Regions from separate parts of the Rattus norvegicus genome. Here region 1 is linked to region 2. Evidence: chromatin contacts called from public Hi-C data. All regions are on one chromosome and are shown on one strand. Each heading gives the region's core, a stretch centred on a gene start, on an enhancer-like site or on the middle of the called end of the contact. The rest is flanking DNA. Distances are from core to core; before and after follow the strand shown.

Evidence for each region. Hi-C and Micro-C count contacts between places; a contact is called where the count stands out from the background.
Region 1: a Hi-C map of liver shows a contact between it and region 2, with 2.7 times the contacts expected there. The contact joins the promoter of Slc66a1 here to the promoter of Nbl1 in region 2. A contact is called at or near these places in 2 of 12 Hi-C or Micro-C datasets (liver and psoas muscle).

What each region holds. Positions count from the first base shown.
Region 1 is chr5:156,833,858-156,836,942 of GRCr8, forward strand. Slc66a1 (solute carrier family 66 member 1) reads right to left here and starts at 1,616. Exons shown (of 9, transcript NM_001399233.1): 1 at 1,569-1,616; 2 at 1-15. Akr7a2 (aldo-keto reductase family 7, member A2) reads left to right here and starts at 1,732. Exons shown (of 7, transcript NM_134407.2): 1 at 1,732-2,021. The coding sequence starts at 1,787.
Region 2 is chr5:156,611,869-156,615,124 of GRCr8, forward strand. It overlaps Nbl1 (NBL1, DAN family BMP antagonist), which reads right to left and starts at 1,314. Exons shown (of 4, transcript NM_031609.2): 1 at 1,148-1,314.

The sequences.
Region 1 (3,085 bases), core at 366-2,865, 220 kb after region 2:
TGAGTATGTGACAACCTAGAGAGAGTAGGGAAAGCAAGGCTTGGCTGGAGCCATCTTCTCCAGCCCTGACTGGTATCCACACACTGTGTCCTCACCTGACTCTCATAGACCCTCCTGACATACTGTGGAGGAAACTGAGACCACAAGAGGGAAGTCATCTGCCAGGGCCATTCAGCCAGAAAGCAAGAGAGTCAAACCCCCATGGGAGAGGCTTGACTAGAGGCTGCCATGGCCCAGGCTTCCCCTTTTGTCACCAAGCTAAGAGGGCGTTTCCTCATCCAGGCGGCAGACTCATTCCCTTACCTTAGTTCCTACTTAGGCCAGTGAGGCCTGGACTCTTCACAAAGCTTAGGCTGGATCCGGACTGCTGAGCTTGCAGTGAGCAGGGCAGGGAGAGGAAGCAAGTCAGCTCGTTTCTTCAGGACACCCAGACTCTCAGTCCTAAGTCAGCCTCTCAGGCGCCCAGACTCAGCCAGCGGGTCGGGGTAAGGGTGCCTCCGGTCACTGGCTAGCTTACTGTGGTAGCTCCAGCATGGGACATAGGATAGATGGAAGGTTCTTTCCTGGTCTTAGTGGCTGGTGCGGATGATAGTGGCATAGCCAATTTGGGGAGCAATACCTGGCACCCCAATTTGCAGTCTAGGTAAGACTGTACCCTAAGAAGCCTTCTCGTTTATCCGACACACATCCTATTGGACTCCTTCTGCGAGTCTGCCTGTCTGACCCTGTCTATGAACTGGGGCTAATAACATTCTCCAGAAAGGCTGACCAGGGAGGCAATCTCCTACAACACCTATTTCCTCTCCAACTCCAAGCACAGCCAGGGAGGTGCTTCCCAGCAAAGCCCATCTAGCACAGTCAACAGTAATCTGTTCTTGCTGTAGTCCCCTGGATCACATGGCATGGAGTATACACGAAGTGAACAAGACCTGAAACTACACACTTCTTTGTTTCTTTTCGGGGCCGGTGGGGATGGGGTTGTTTGAGACAGGGTTTCTCGTGTAGCCCTGGCTGCCCTGAAATTAGCTCTATGGACCAGGCTGGCCTTGAACTCAGATATCCGCCTGCCTCTACCTCCCCAGTGCGTGCGCACATTTTTAACCAACCTTCCTTGAAACCCTGCCGTGAGCTTGGCGTGGACTCTGGCCCCCCTACCTGCAGAGCTGGGGAGAATGTGTCAAGCAAGAGAGCTCAATGGCTCCGGGATCCTACCCATTCCAGGCCTCCAAACCTAACTCCTTCCGGTGACTCTGCGGGTTCGGAGGGATAATGACAGGGCAGCAGCTGGGGCAAGCGCCGCGAGGCCCCCGCCCAGAGCAAGGAAAACAAGGCCGCCCAGTCCAGGAAAGCCAAGAGGCCGGAAGAGAGGGACCCGCAGGTGAGAAGTGGGGCCGTCCCGGATCGGATCCCTGGCCAGACCGGGCTGAGACCCAGGATCCGGCTCCCCAGGAGGGGACCAGCGCCGGGGACCGTGCAGAGCTGGAAGAGGGTGTAGGAAAGACTTGGCTGGGTGCGCCTGCCGTCCCGACCCCAAGCCCGGACCTGCCGCCAGCCCCCTTCATTCTCACCAGCTCAAAGATCCACAGCCGCTCTCAGCTTCAGGATCGGAGCCCGCCGGGGTCAGCTGACCTCTGCGACGCCCCGCCCACCCCGCGCTGTGGGCGGAGCTTGAGGCTTCGAGCGCGCAAGCGCAGTCTTCATGTTGCGTGCAGTGTCCCGAGCGGTGAGCCGCGCTGCTGTACGCTGCGCGTGGCGCTCTGGGCCTTCGGTCGCGCGTCCTCTCGCCATGTCCCGGTCTCCGGCACCCCGCGCCGTCTCTGGCGCCCCTCTCCGGCCCGGTACGGTGCTGGGCACCATGGAGATGGGGCGCCGCATGGATGCGAGTGCTAGCGCTGCGACCGTACGCGCCTTCCTGGAGCGCGGCCTCAACGAGCTGGACACCGCCTTCATGTATTGCGACGGCCAGTCCGAAAGCATCCTGGGCAGCCTGGGGCTCGGGCTGGGCAGCGGCGACTGCACAGGTAACCGCTGCACCCGGTCTTCCCCCGCACAGAGTAGAGCCGAGCCAGTGCTCGCACCCGGCGTGCACCGGCCAGGGTCTGCACCCAGAAGTTTCCTAAGCTCCGGTGTCCACAGCCTTGTCTACCCCGAGCTCCCAAGGCTACTGGAGTCCTGAACTAATTAACTGAACTTTGTCCCGCCTCTCCTTAGAAGCTTCTAGAGTTGCAGCTACGGGGCGGGTGCGTGGAACTCCCTTCTGTTGAGCCTGCTCTGACTCTACTTCCTACCGCAGTCCCCCCTTCCAACCAACAGTTGCCCATAGCCTTCCCTCCTACCACCCCAACCCCCGCCCCCACCAGGCTTCGTGTTCGTGTCATCCCCTCTTGCCCTCACCACCCCTGCGCTCCAGGAGCACGCTTACATTCCGGTCTTTGATCCGGACTAGGACTAGACTTTGTCCCGTGCTGTTGACAGTACCTGTGAATCTCAAGGAGACCTGTGGCAACAATGCCTGGGGCCCAGCTAGGAGCAGGGGTGGAAAGGAGGAATCAGGAGAGGGCATTTCGACCTTTGCGCCCACTCTCTGTGCCAGGTCTTACAATGGCAAACTCTGTAGCTCTCTGTAGGCTACAGTGGGAGAAGTGATTTCTCCACGGAGAGTTAAAAGTCTGACGGGGAAGACTGAAATCGTGATTGCTGAGGAGTGCAGAAAGGAACTTCGGTTGGGGAGGCTCCGGGGAGAGCAGTAGGCAAAAGTCAGAGCACTGAGGATGGACTCACAGTGTAGGTATCACTGTGCAGAGTGGAGAGAGCAAGAGAAAGGTGCACCACGGGCTTGAAGTCTTAGCTGTTGGAAGATGGAGTTCGAGCGGTGCGGAATGCATGTGTGGGGCAGGGTGATTAGCGGCGCACGTCGCATGTCCCGTGGTGGAAGGGGAGGGGAACCGTCCTTCATTTGCTTGAAACTTGTAGAGTATCAGGAGGGTGCCCGATAGATAAAGAGGCTTCACTCCCCCCCCTACACCCGCCCCCCGTCCTGAGGTTCCCCGGTTCCTGTGCAGAGGGTACGTTAGACTCACAATGG
Region 2 (3,256 bases), core at 64-2,563:
GTCTCGGGAGGCTGGCTGCTCAGTGACAAAGAGTGGGGGGCTGCCTGTTGACAACTTACTTCCCCACTCTCAGTCTGTGCCAGCGGGCTGTTTTCCTGGGGTGTTCCGAGTTTCAGGCTGGTGGCTTCCAGCTGGGCAAGGGCCTTGGAAAGCCTGCAAATGTGGCTTTCTCTCTTGATGCCCCCCATCCCCACCCCCACCCCCCAGCCTGGCCAAGGCAAGCAGCTGCCCCCTTTAGTGACGCTTGTAAAAGAACATCGCCTAGCCCGGGAGCCAGAGCCGGCTGGAGGGCAGGTGGCCGGCAGCAGAACCCTGCGGTGAACACTGCCTCACTGGGGTGGAATGCTTACAAGGCTCTACCCGCTGGAAACGCCAGCTAGCTCAGGCAGGCGGGCGCTCCCGCTTGTTCTCTCTCTCTCCCTCTCTGCCCCTGCAAGTGGGGGTGGGTGACACCGGCCAGACTTTGGAGCAGGGAAGAGGAGGATTTGGGGTCTTTTGTAGTGCCAGAGGAACTCTCCACGAGCCCAGCTGGGGGACCGCGCCTCGGAAGCTGGGGCAGGATACTATGATTTGGAGAGAGGAGGTCAGGGTGGTTCTCCGCGACCGAGGGAAAACAGAGAGACAACACGAAAGCAGAGACACAAGCTCAGAGAAAGTGAAAAACGGGGCGAAAGGGACAGCGGGAGGGACAGAACTAAGAGAGCATGGGGGCGGAAATGGAGCGATGGAGAGCCAGAGACCTGTGGATGGGAGACAGGGACCGATTGAGCAGCAGCTACGAAGGGACCAGGATAGATCCAGAGGACGCGTGAGTCCAGTGTCCCAGCGCTGCCCGGCGCCTGCCGGGCGACGCTCTCCCTCCTACTCTCAGTCTTGGCGGTGAAACTCCTACAAGAAACGGAGCCCCGGGGCGCGGCTGGCGACCGGCTCCGGACGCCGCCGGTGCCCCTGGCCACTCGGGAGCCGCGCCCACGTCCGGAGCGCGGGCGATCGGAGGCTCCGGGCTGGCCGCCGAGCTGCGCAACGCAGAGGTCGCGGGCTGGCGGGGAGTGGAGAGAAACTGCTGGGCTCAGGGGACACTGCAGGTCGCAGAAGCAAAGGGACCCCAGCTACCCCGCTCCGGCGTGCGGGCCCGGGCGAGACTTACCGCGCGCGGCGGCCGCGAAGAGCGCGGCGCGTCCTCTTAGAGGTCTTAGAAAGTGGGATGCGAGCCGCGGGGGTCGCAGGCCCGAGGTCCTCGGGCTGGGACGGCCCCGCGAGGCTCGGCTGTGCTTCGCTGCTGGCCGTCTGCGGCCCCGGGCGGGCGCGAGGCGCGGGGGAGCGGCGGGCCGAGCGCCTCCGACGTCAGGGTGTCTCAGTTCCAAATAGGGAGCGAGGGCGGGGGCAGCGGCGGCGAGGGGAGGGATCGCGCGGGCAGGGCGGGCGGGCGAGCAAGCGAGCGAGCGAGGGCCGCTCCCTCCGCGCGCGAGCAGGGGTGCCGGGGCCATGGGCCCTGCACCCCCGACGGCCAGGACAGAAATGAAAGGGCACGAGCCAGGCGCCCGGCCGCTTCCCAGGCTTTGGTTTTACTCCGCCTGGCTTTTCTAGGTTGTCAGGTCTTGCCATGCCTTGGAGTGACAATAGTGGACCTTTGGAATCCTTGGAGTGGGAGCCTGGCCTTGGACGCGGGCTGGGAGTGGCGCTCCAGCCTATTGGGGGTTCCAACACCAGGAACCCATCCGAAGCAGTGCCCGATCTTCCCTCAGAAGGTTGGGTTCTGATCTGTTCTGTGTTCTTGCCTCTTGACTTTCAGTTGCCTCGAAACAACTTAGCTGGAGCATCCAGAGAAAGATCTGAGAGGCCAAACCCGACTCACTCTGGTTCCTTGAAGAGAAGACAGTGCAGTTCCTTTCAGGGAGGGATTAGCTACCTAAACCCAATAAGGTGGATTGCACTGGGGTAGCCTGGTCCATCCTAGTAAGAAGAGAGCTCTGGATCGGTGCTGTAGTTCAGTTGGCAGAGTGCTTACCCATCATGCAGGAAACCCTGGCCTCTATTCCCCAGCATCCCATAAACTGGGTCTAGCAGTATCCACGAAAGGTCAACTAAAATAGCAAGTTCCAGGCCAGCCTATGAAGAAGAGGAAGAAGGTAGTGGGCCTTCTCTGTTTCTTGAAGGTGATAGACTGGGGCACCATCAAAAAGAATTGTGAGACTTGGGGATCTATCTGTGTCTGTTATATGAGCCCATTTATTTATTTATTTTTCTTCTTTTTCTCTTTTTTCGGAGCTGGGGACCGAACCCAGGGCCTTGTGCTTGCTAGGCAAGCGCTCTACCACTGAGCTAAATCCCCAACCCCATGAGCCCATTTATTAAGCCATTCAGTTGCACTCAGCCCTGCCCATCTGATGTCTCCAAGTGGTCAAGCATGGAGAGTGGGGAGTGGCAAAGAGGCCTCCTAGTGGGCTAACGGCCACACCATGGCTGCCCCAGGCAATCTGCTCTTCACCCCAGCTGTGCTGTTCCTCCGACTAGAATTTTTCCTTCATCTCCCTTTCAACACATCCTTCATCTACCAGCTAGAAAGCTTTCCCAAGATCCTCGGGTGACATACACTTCCTCCTCTTCCAGGAGTGATCTTGCAGTCTGGGATACATCTGTTCCTGCTAATCTCTCTTTATGATCTCCTCCATCAATCCCCTGAGGGTAGGACCCTTCATTTTGTTTTAGTGTTATCCCCCATTTAATAAATGCAGAGAGCTCAGAGACAACTTAAGTAGTTCATCAAAAAGTTATACAGTATGAAGCTAAGGTTTGGAGGACCATGCACTCCAGAAACCACCCTTGCTACATTGTAGCTTGTGTAGGCCATTTTACAGCCAAAGCTTGCCAGCAGTCTCACCTCAGACCTTGGAGAGGATAGGAGTGGATGTCTACAGTTCTGTAGATTCTCTAAGAACCCAGCCTATTCCCAGTAGACACGTAATCCCTACATTTGGAAGGTAGAGACTGAAGGGTCAGGAGTTCAAGACCAGCTTCTACTAGTTACATGCTAACCTGGGCAATGTGAGACTCTGGCTCAAACAGAACAGGAGTTGATGAGATGCCTACGATGGTAAGGCCACTGACAACTCTGACAGCTGAGTCTAACAACCTGAGTTCAATCCCCAAGACTTATTATTTTAGGAAAGAACTGACTCCTGCAAGCTGTCCAGAATGTTCCACAGCAGGTTTAGACTTTAGACACCTAATCAAGGATGTGGGGTTTGAAGCTGAG